Linked DNA regions of Gasterosteus aculeatus: region 1 is linked to region 2. A link is a contact called in public Hi-C data. All regions are on one chromosome and are shown on one strand. The core of a region is the stretch at or near the end of the contact, and the rest is flanking DNA. Distances in the headings are between cores, read along the strand shown.

Evidence for each region. Hi-C and Micro-C count contacts between places; a contact is called where the count stands out from the background.
Region 1: a Hi-C map of skeletal muscle shows a contact between it and region 2, with 6 times the contacts expected there. The contact joins two enhancer-like sites. A contact is called at or near these places in 2 of 6 Hi-C or Micro-C datasets (skeletal muscle and whole body).

What each region holds. Positions count from the first base shown.
Region 1 is chr16:5,928,186-5,933,959 of fGasAcu3.hap1.1, reverse strand. It overlaps dnah7 (dynein, axonemal, heavy chain 7), which reads left to right. Exons shown (of 66, transcript XM_078090071.1): 43 at 8-237; 44 at 350-680; 45 at 791-1,137; 46 at 1,514-1,694; 47 at 1,877-2,062; 48 at 2,417-2,580; 49 at 3,516-3,670; 50 at 5,127-5,317. Among protein-coding and RNA genes, the nearest start is that of dnah7, 38 kb to the left of the region's middle. Within about 2 kb of position 3,814, at least 1 of the 9 cell types and tissues checked has open chromatin away from gene starts, as enhancers often do.
Region 2 is chr16:5,536,313-5,541,826 of fGasAcu3.hap1.1, reverse strand. It overlaps tmeff2a (transmembrane protein with EGF-like and two follistatin-like domains 2a), which reads left to right. Exons shown (of 11, transcript XM_078091197.1): 6 at 280-428; 7 at 2,097-2,132; 8 at 2,236-2,365; 9 at 4,290-4,448; 10 at 4,549-4,601. Among protein-coding and RNA genes, the nearest start is that of trnas-aga, 6.2 kb to the right of the region's middle. Within about 2 kb of position 3,891, at least 1 of the 9 cell types and tissues checked has open chromatin away from gene starts, as enhancers often do.

The sequences.
Region 1 (5,774 bases), core at 2,565-5,064, 390 kb before region 2:
TTATCAGACCTGGCCAGAGGATGCCCTGCAGGCAGTAGCCTGTCGCTTCCTGGAGGACGTTGAGATGACCGATGAGTTGAGAGAAGGCTGCATAGACATGTGCAAGAGCTTCCACACCTCAACCATAGAACTATCTGTTCGCTTTATGACCGAGTTGCAGCGCTACAACTACGTCACCCCAACCTCATACCTGGAGCTCATTTCCACATTCAAGGCCCTTCTGAGGACCAAAAGAACGTAAGATTTCAAATGTGCTGTATGTCTTCATTGGGATCTCTGTTGTTTTGGATCTCAATTCTTCACACAAAATTTCCAGTGTACGGATGTAAAACAAAATCCTTCTGTACAGTGAGGTGATGAAGCTGAAATGTCGTTACGAGGTGGGTCTCGAGAAGCTGGAGTCGGCAGCAGACCAGGTGGCCTCGATGCAAGTTGAGCTGGAGGCTCTACAGCCACAGCTGCGTGTGGCCAGCAAGCAGGTGGATGAGATAATGGCGGTAATTGAGCATGAATCTGTTGAGGTGGCCAAGACAGAGAAGGTGGTGAGTATGGATGAGGCCGTGGCCAACGAACAAGCCATGGCCGCCAAGGCCATCAAGGATGAGTGTGATGCCGAGCTGGATGAAGCCCTGCCTATCCTGGAGTCAGCCCTTTCTGCTCTCAATACTCTGACCAACCAGGTAAAAGAAGCAATCTGTTATAGGATAGTGACCGTATGTTGACTCAAAGGCCAGGTGTACAGAGGCAGTGAAGAGGAAGGGCCTAAAGATGTGGCTGTTTTTACATACAGGATATCACAGTGGTGAAGTCAATGAAAAGCCCACCCCCAGCTGTCAAACTGGTGATGGAGGCAATCTGCATTCTCAAAGGCATCAAGCCAGATCGCGTGCCTGACCCGTCGGGCTCTGGCAAGAAAGTAGAGGACTTTTGGGGCCCGGCCAAAAAGCTTCTGGGAGACATGAAGTTTCTCCAAAGCCTCCATGATTATGACAAGGACAACATCCCCCCGAGTTTCATCGCCATCATCCGCAACAAGTACATCACCAACCCGGACTTTGTACCCGAGAAGATTCGAACCGCATCCACTGCAGCTGAAGGAATGTGTAAGTGGGTGTGCGCCATGGACAAGTATGACAAGTAAGTGATGTTTGTCTCTTCCTGTGTTCTTGTATATGAAAATGGATCCATATTGAAACTTGAGAGAGCGTTTCACCCGCCGAAGCATGAAGCTTCAGAGGAAAGGAACATTTTTATCATCATCACTGCAACACCCCTAAATGTCAATCCTATATTTCCAGAAGTTAAAGGTTGTTATTTATACAATAATATAGAACAATAAAAATTATTTTTTGTTCTATATTATTCTATATAAATTCTATTTTTTGGTTTTAACAATGTTGTCAGTGTCAGTTGCACTATTTCGCTCAACTATGAATCGCGTCCAGCTCGTTCTAGATTCTGTACGGCTTGTGAGATTCTTTATCTTGTAAACGTTTACTTCTTATTATATTAGAGTGGCCAAGGTTGTGGCTCCCAAGAAGGAGAAGCTAGCACAGGCTCAGGGTGAGCTGAAGGTCGCCTTAGGGAGCCTCCAGAAGAAGCAGGCTGCCCTCAAAGAAGTCCAAGATAAACTGGCGAAGCTTCAGGACACTTTGGAAGCTAACAAACACAAGAAAGCTGATCTGGAGAATCAGGTTGGTGCTTTTCACATCTGGCTGTGTGATTGTAGATTGACTCAAAGCCCAAAAAGCTACGCAAGTCAATGGCTTACTGAATTACACAAACCTGCTCCTGCTGGCATGAGCTTCCCAGTGCTAGACCAGCAAAAAAACAGCAACTTTCAGTGCTTTCCTCCTCCTCCTTTAATGTCCTCCAGGTGGATCTGTGCAGTAAGAAGCTGGAGCGGGCGGAGCAGCTTATTGGAGGCCTGGGTGGAGAGAAGACGCGCTGGAGCGAGATGGCTGTCAATCTCGGAGAGCTCTACAACAATCTGACAGGGGACATCCTAATCTCAGCGGCTATTGTGGCTTACCTGGGAGCCTTCACCTTCAGCTACAGACAGGTAGGCTCAGGGAGCAGCCAGTGCCTACTTGGAAGTGGATAGTAAGCCTGTATTAAATGTGTTGTTTAAAGCGATCAAATCCTCAGACTAACAAAAGCAGAATGCTTTATAGCAAGTGAACACTAAGGCACTTTCACCGAGTTGCACGTGGCTCCAAAACCAAGCCTGCATGTGTTGAAAGGTCATCTTTGACACTGTATCACACAGAGTGCCATTGTGATGCCGCACAGAAAGCAGGAGAGTGGGTTAGTTCTCATTTCTGTACACGGCTAAAGTTGTTCAATAGCTATTTTGTTTTTCCTTTTATCATACGTGAAGCAAAAAGTCATGAGCTGTAAATGTACTCCTCTCCAGGATCAGACGGAGGAGTGGATGAATCTTTCCAAGAGCAGAGAGATCCCGTGCTCCCGCAACATGTCTCTGATGAACTCCCTGGGGGACCCGATAAAGACTCGTGCATGGACCATTGATGGCCTACCATCAGACAGTTTCTCCATAGATAACGGTATCATAATCTCGTGAGTATTACAGACCATCTTTACATTGACAAGTAATTCTGAAAACCCTCAGTACTCAGGCTAATATTGTGAGAGAGGAGAATCAACAAACTCAAGCAACTTTTAAGATGCTCCTAATCAGTTATTTAATAGACATTTGGCCAACAGCCACTGTAAAAAAAAAATCCTACACAATAAAGCTGCAAAATGCAGTGCAAGGACAGGATTTGGAGAATGTCTTAAGATGGTACAATAACATGAACACACACACTGACAACTGCATTTTTAAAAGTCATTTTTTCAAGTGAAAGCAGCATTTTAGAGCATGCAAATTGTTGCTGAAATAGAGGTAAAGCAATGGGCTTTCTTCAAAACTCAAAGAGCCTCTGCTAGCTCTGACCATGAATATTTTCATGGAACCTGCTGGCTGCTATTTAGTTTGTCATGCCAACAGAGTGCAGATGTATCTGTACCTGGAGCACAATGTGTTACAATTCCTGGGTCATGATTAAATTGCCCACTGCGAATCTGTCTACCCTAATGAAGGAAGAGGAGGTAACCTTTCCTGGAAGCCCAAGTTACATTATGCGATTCAACCTTAAAGTGCAGTAAAATAAAGACATGAGGCATCTGCTTGTTTGTGTAAATGAAGAAGTAACATTCCTTTTTAATCACAATATCACAGCTCCTGGTGTGCGACCCGGCTGTGAACTGTGCTCAAAGTAAATTTCCTGTCTCTGTACATCTTAATTTTTATCCGCCAACATGCCTCCTATCGTCGTGTTGGCTCATAGTTGAGTCAATATCTTTCACAAAGGCAACACCAACTGATCCCCCACCTCTATGTGTGTGTGTGTGTGTGTGTGTGTGTGTGTGTGTGTGTGTGTGTGTGTGTGTGTGTGTGTGTGTGTGTGTGTGTGTGTGTGTGTGTGTGTGTGTGTGTGTTGTGCTTGTAGGAACGCCAGGCGGTGGCCCCTGATGATTGATCCCCAGGGCCAGGCCAACAAGTGGGTGAAAAACATGGAGAAGGCCAATAGTCTGCATATCATTAAGCTGAGTGATGCTGACTTTGTACGCACTCTGGAGAACTGCATCCAGTTTGGCACGCCAGGTGAGCACAAGTCTTTCTCTCATTTGATGCCTCTGCTGTTGCTGCGTGTGTGTGTGTGTGTGTGTGTGTGTGTGTGTGTGTGTGTGTGTGCCTCACCCACTTTGTCGCAGTTCCTTTTTACACCTGCTGAGGTCTCTCTTTACCACAGGGACTGATTATCGCTGTGCAGAGAATGTTTTTCTCCTTTGTTCTCTGTTCTGCAGAGGAGGGATTCATACCAGCAATATTTCGGAGTGAGATGTTCAAATTAACTGTTATTCGGACCTACTGCACCACCAGTATGTAAAACTACTGTGAATCGTACGCGTAGTGGAGAGATCAAATACACTGCAGTCTGCACAAAGATTCCTCTTGCCCAGTATCAGAGTCATATTCCCTTGTGTTGTCATGTCACAAACCCTGCTGTTCTTTGAGCAGTGCGTGTTTATTCATACTTTAGTCGTCTTTTACTCTTAGTCTGCTGGTTGAGGGGAATAGCAAGGGAAGAATTCAAGCTAGAAGAGGACAGAAACAGCTATACAGCTATTAAAAACACATCTAAATAATGACCCAGCTACTGGGTCTTTGCTTACTGGCAGATTGCAAGGCTAACGGTTCAGAGAGTCTTTTGTCCTTGCAGGGTGCCAAATAGTCCCCGGAGGCTGCAGTTTCACCGTCTACTTCACAGTTTTACAAGTTCTTGCTGTTTTATTTGCTGCCTGTAATCCCGATGATATGCAAGTGTTCTTTATTTGATCACGGTTGAAAAAAAATCCCTGACGAATTTCTTAAAAGATTAGGTATATGATACACAATAGTATTGAAATATTTGCCGTATTAACATGATGTACCAAGATAAAATACTACTCAAAAACAATCTGAGAAGTGGGATGACCTGATTTGGTTCACTATCTTCAGAAAGAAAGTTCATCAGCTGTCACTGGCTCCGAATGCCATATAAAAACTTTTGTTATCACCTCAGGCGTCAGGTCAATTATACATAGGCTACTGTTCTTAACATCAGAACAGCATTATCATACTTAATGTGAAATCCCATTAATAATGATGTCATGGGAATAAGGCACTTGATAATGTTATACTTGCCTCACTGGTTTCTTGGTGTTGAACACTGTCAAACCTGTGCAGCACATGCGCATCGTCAAGTGCTTCCCAAAGGCAGGAAGCCACACGCGAGGAAGTCAGACATGTAAAGACACCAGTTAATACAAGCAAAACAAAAAGAATCATGTTTTTTCTACGAAAACCATAATATTAGCTGTGAATGTTGGCTGACCTGGTGCTAAAGGGAAGGCTACCATGGATCTTCACAGAGAATGAGCGATCCCTTTTAGCTATTGACCTGGACTCCACCGCAGCGCAAAGGTCAGCAAACTGTACTGCAAAAAAGCAAACTACCAAAAAGTGTCATCCTCCCTTGATGTCAAAATCTAAATAAATATGGAACATTTCCTTTCAGTGCTGCTGGAGAATGTCGGAGAGGAGCTGGACCCTATCCTGGAGCCTCTGCTGCTGAGACAGACCTTTAAACAAGGTGGTGCTTTGTGTATCCGCCTCGGGGACTCCACCATCGAATATGCTCCCGAATTTCGCTTCTACATCACAACCAAGCTGCGCAACCCGCACTACCTGCCTGAGACCTCCGTCAAGGTACAGCAGTGAGAAACATCCTCCGGCTGCATTACATTTTCTTTGTATCCTAGGACAGTTTCACGTTGCATAAACTCATTTTATTATTGACATGGAAACTACAGTCACTCTAAACGCATAGCAATGCTACGGCCCCCTCCACGCAAACAGGCCGGGTCTTCAAAATGGGCATGTGTGTACCGCCAACCCCACAGACCACAAATCACACACAAAAAAACACTCCACCAAGTTTTTTAAACCTTTTAATGCAGATTGAGCTGCTACCCTTCAGTGGGGATGTCCCACAAGAAAGCAGCTGCAAAAACAGAAGTTACTGGAAAGAGTTACTAGACAGCAGAGTCTCACAGGAAGTCTCATTCCCATCACACCGAATAGCAGTCCAGCTAGTTTGTTCTGTCATCTCCTGGGATTTGTATAACGGCACATGCTGGTTGTCACTGAAGTGTGACTGCTATAT
Region 2 (5,514 bases), core at 2,642-5,141:
AGATTGAATGTGCCAGAACCCAGTTTGAACAGGATTACTGTGCACGGTCCGACATCCTGACTGAGTGCAAGCTGCACTGTTTTTTTTTTTCCCCCTGTCTTGTTTTTATAATCCTCCAACGCGTGTGCGTCCCTCGCAGTCGAAACCACGTGCAAGTCTCTCAGAATAAAGACGCCATCGTTCTCATTGACGCCGCAGATCCCATTTGTTTTAGATCTTGACGTAGATCATAAACACAATCCCGGGACGCCTGGACTGATGTGATTTCTCGCTCTGCAGGTGTGTTTGCAACATCGACTGCTCCCACATCAGCTTCAACCCGGTGTGCGCCTCCGACGGCCGTTCCTATGACAACCCCTGCCAGGTGAAGGAGGCGTCCTGTCAGAAGCAGGAACGCATCGAGGTCAAGTACCTGGGACACTGCCAAGGTCAGACCCTCAAACTCACACACACACACACACACACACACACACATGCGGCGGAAGCGGCCGTGTCAGAGGGGGGCCGTGGGGGCAGCTCGCCCGTCTCAATGCACGCCGCGTGATTCTAAATCTCCAACCACATTTCAGACTTCCAGATCTTTCCACTCAATCACATTTCAGGAATAGTGCGCAAAACTAATCCCCAAATGCCACATAGCCCTCGCTGCTATGTATATTGATAATTTTACTGAGTGGTAATCCCCCCTCTTTTCAGTGTAGAGTAGCTTTTATTTGGGTGCAGTGTTTGTTTGTACCGGTCCCAGGGATGAAGTCATTTTATTAATCGCTGTGGTTAAATCCCTACGCCGAGTTATACGACTAATCCACATGGGGAGAAGACAAAGGCGCTTGAGAAACATACTTTCGTGGATGTTTTTTTGTATTTATTTTATTTGAGGGAAAGGAAACACTTTGATTTACCTTCGTTTTAACTCATTCTTCGTTTTACTATAAGATCATGTTGTCGTGCGGTGGAAAGACAGAACGAGACGGCCTCAGTCCAGCGAGGCGCTCCAATCTCAATTGTTAGCGGCCTTTATTGTCTACGGGTGCATTTGTGAGCATCTGACTGGCTCTGCGTCCGCCAAGGGCCAACAGGACAATTGATCCAGATGTGAGGCCCAAGATGAAGGCTATTGGGGAGTAATGGGGAGTAAAGTAATCAGGGCTAACCAGCTCTGGAACACAAAGAGAAATCTGTATTCCCCCATGTTACTCCCTTTGGGTCGGGCCCCTCCGATCGATCCCATCACGGCGCCGCGCGTTCTCTTTCAATCAGGAAAAGCGGAGACCCGAGCAAATGTCAGCAAACGGAGGGATTTAGACTTGTGGAAGAGTAGACCGCGCGTTAGCCAGGATTCACCGATATTTAGATTGCTTCTTTATGCTCATATCACAGACCAACCTTTTACATTTTACTTCCGATTTTGTGTGTGGAAATAGTTCACAATTTGCGGTGTCCTATCATGAAGACCTCATGGTTTAATCGATGTGAAGCTGGGGAATATTAAAGGAGGGTGAGAGAAATATGTGAGGTTCTGAACTAGGGGAAACAATCCTTTCTTTCTATTGTTATTCTTCCGCTGGCGTTCCAAGAGCCAATAAAAAAAACAAAAATAAATACGGGACAAAAAACAAATTAATTGCATCATAAACCCGGGGAAATACTTCACAGACTCAGTTTAAGGGGAATAAATTCACGGACCACTGAAAGAAATCAATTGCAATGAAATGATAGTAATTGTTAGGAGATTTTCTCTAGCCATTGTGGAAGGAGAAAGTCAATGTGCCGTCAATAAGGTGAGCAAAGAAACCATTATTCGCTCTGATCTTTCCCACCAGGCTCTGCTCCATCTCACCCTTTGTTCAGTGAAAGACTTTGGTGACACTTTCTCACTTTTTCAGTGGGAATCTCACATACATACACATTAACTAGACAGGTACACACACCGGGCCAACCCTTTGTCGAGGCCGTGATCCACGTCGAGCTCCTCCACCCGGCATCGGTTGGATTGTGTGACCCATAACGGAGGGGGGCGGAGCCATGGCGGAGGTTGGGGGGGACATGAAATCCGTATATAAATGTTGTTGTTTTTTTGTTTTCGACCTTTCCAGGCGACATCAACATCGACGCCCGGACCGACAACACAGGTGAGTGCGTGGCGGATCCTCCCATTCTGAAACCTGCATCGTTCTCGTACAGCATTTGCAGGCAGTGAATTGTTGACGTGTTGTGTGCGCGTGTGTTTGGCAGTCAAGGAGAAAGAGGACACGAGGAACGAGCTGGCCCGCGGCCTGTACATCCCCTGTCCGGATCACTACAAGAACTACTGCGTCCACGGCGAGTGTCAGTTCCCAAGTATCGTGGCCCAGCCCTCCTGCAGGTACACAAACACAAGGGAGGGGTCGGGACAGTCAGTTGTCATCTGTCGTATCGGTATCATTTTGTGTTTTTTATACATTTGTCAACACTTAATAGCACCATATTTGCAAACAAGTTTACAACATTCCTAAAAAGGAAGCCATATTTTCTAAATATGAGGTGAATTGGGGGGGTTTGGTAGTTATATATAAGGCTCTATGCGTGTTAGCTAATTATGGGCCGGTGCGCAGGGATTCTTATGCAGCAACAAATTAGACTCAATTCATGCCGTCATCGAATCTCTTTACATAGTAACTCTGACAATATCACGGCTATGAGTGAGTCCTGCATGAAGCAAAAGGACTCTTTCATAGCTTTTTTATGCTTGGCCATCCTTTTTGTTAATATAACGTCTCACCACACCGGAGGCTCAGCTTGAAGTGGAACAAAAACTCAACTTTGAAAAGAAGACCTTGTTTCATTCCCCTCAGTGATTCCCAGAATACAGCGAACCAACCAACACGCACACGGTGCAGATGTCTGCCCTGACCTTGGACTTTCCTTGGTCCTATTTTGGCTTCATAAGTATTCTGAAAACAAATGCATGCAAAGCCACTTCACGCACACACAGACACACACTTGCAGAGCAGCAGGCGCACAGCTGCAACCTTTCAGCACGCACACAGTGTTCACCTGAGCACACAAGATAGACGTGGACACAGGCAGCCCAGACATGCATTTAGATAAAGGTACAATGAGGAAGGCTATTAACCCCCCCCCCACACACACACACACACACACACACACACACACACACACACACACACACACAATGAACGCACATGTGTGCGGCTCAGGTCTGCCGTCTTTTACGGCCCGATAGCGCCTCAGCCAAGGGGGTCTTGGTATCGCTCGCTCCCACTATCTCTCTCTCTCTCTCTCTCTCTCTCTCTCTCTCTCTCTCTCTCTCTCTCTCTCTCTCTCTCTCTCTCTTTTCTCTACAACCTCGATCGCCCCGGCTCACCCAGCCAGACGTCCATTCTTCATGCATATAGAGCAGGGATCCGCAGGTGAAGGCTTTGCGAAAGGTCTTTGCTGCCCCCTGCTGGCTGCAGGAGCGTCCTGGAGGTTGTGTCCTAATGATCAGTGCGGGGAGGGAGGTCTGGGTGGGAGGGGGCATAGTGGTCTCTCTGTGCGAGAGCAGCGAGCACAAACAGAACGGGGTTGCAATGTTCCTCTCACCCTGTGTCGGAGAATGTGAAGGAGACTCTGTGTGTGTGCGTGTGTGTGTGTGTATGTGTGTGTGTGTGTGTGTGTGTGTGTGTGTGTGTGTGTGTGTGTGTGTGTGTCCGTACCAAACAAGGACATGCAGGTGTTGGTTTGTAACAACCTCCCCAGAGAGGAAAGTCTAGGGGAGATGGAGAGAGAACAAGAGATTAAAAGGGGAACCATTTTAGCTCCTCTCTGAGGACAGAAATCATCTCTATTAGTCTCTTTCTCCCCCCTCTGTGTGTGTGCGTGTGTGCGTGTGTGTGTGTGTTTCTGGCTCTCTCTCATACTGCGTCCACACTAAGCCGACTCAATCCGAAAGCGCCAATTACGTTGACGCCGCACGTCCCTACTGGTGCTTTTAAGTTGCTTTTCTGAAGTACCACCGTCACATTGACGATGGTGATTAGACCGTCCATCACGTCGCTGTTCTGTGACCATGTGACAAACGCGGCTCACTGCCGCTGCTGTTTGACCAAAGGCAAATGATGATGAACATCCTCACGGCGCTCCGCCGACACAAAAGGATCGTTCCATCGCGACGCCTTTACCAAACGGGAACTGACGTCTCAATTAGAAACGATACGGGAACAATGGACCCGTCTCCCCGATGCAAAAGAAATGACTCCCTCTTTCTCTCTCTTTCCATCTCACTTCATGTGCGTGTGCGTTCCCAGCTGTCACTCGGGTTTCAGAGGCCCCCAGTGTGACGTCAAAGAGTACAACGTGCTCTACGTGGTGCCGGGCTCCGGCAAACTGCACTACGTCCTCATCGCCTCCATCATTGGAGCGCTGCAGGTGGTCATCATCTGTGTGGTGGTGCTCTGCATTACAAGGTGAGTCAATTCCCAACACACACACACACGCACGCACACGCACAGTCACATTCATACTAACGAGCTGGGCAGCAGTGTTTTTCACGCGGTCTGTACTTAGGAGTCACAGGAGGGCCTGCAGGGGGTCCCGAGCCCGGAGGAAACAGCTGAAAGGTCACCTTGCTGAGGCACACACACACACACACACACACACACACACACACACACACACAGATGAAGAAAACATTCAGTGTTCACACAAGCACAGAGATATCTGACTTTTGTATTTACAGTAAAAGCTCCCTCGCACACACTTATATAAATAGCATGGGGCCGTCTCTGCCTCCAGCTCACCCAATTTACAACATTTAATAAAAGATTTGTAAAAGAGTTTTGGCAGAGACGAAACTGCCCCTCTGAGCAAGAGGGCCGTAGACAAAGAGGACGAGCGAGCGGCGGTAAAGGGCGTAGGGAGAGAGACAAAGGGGAGGAGAAGGAAAGAGAATTATTTCATTGAGCACACACTCCAATCGATTAGGGCGTCTGGCTGCTGGGCCACAATCATTCAGAGCGACAACTATTAAAAAAAACATCTCACAATGCAGCACGCGGCTCTCACTCGTTTCAGTGGAGTTGAGTTTGAACAAAATGTGTAGGGGAATGAATAGATGCCCTTTGTGAGGTACGGCGTGCTTTATCCTTCGTGGGAACCGACTCAACAAGGTGCTGGAAACATCCATCATGTGAGCCCCGCCAATGGTCACGGCCCCTAATGGTCACGGCCCCTAATGGTCACGGCCCCTAATGGTCACGGCCCCTAATGGTCACGGCCCCTAATGGTGGCTGTAATGCAACGTATGCTCATAAAACGGTCCACGTGACGAAAAGAGTGATTTCTATTTAGGCGACTAAAACACCAAAAAAAGATTGTGAAACACTCATTCAGGCCACAGACATACCCAGTAAGGTTTAGGAAAAGCTTTAAATACCCAACCCCATCCCAACCCCAACCCCATCACTACCCCATCCCAACCCCAACCCCATCACAACCCCATCCCAACCCCATCCCAACCGCATCACAACCCCA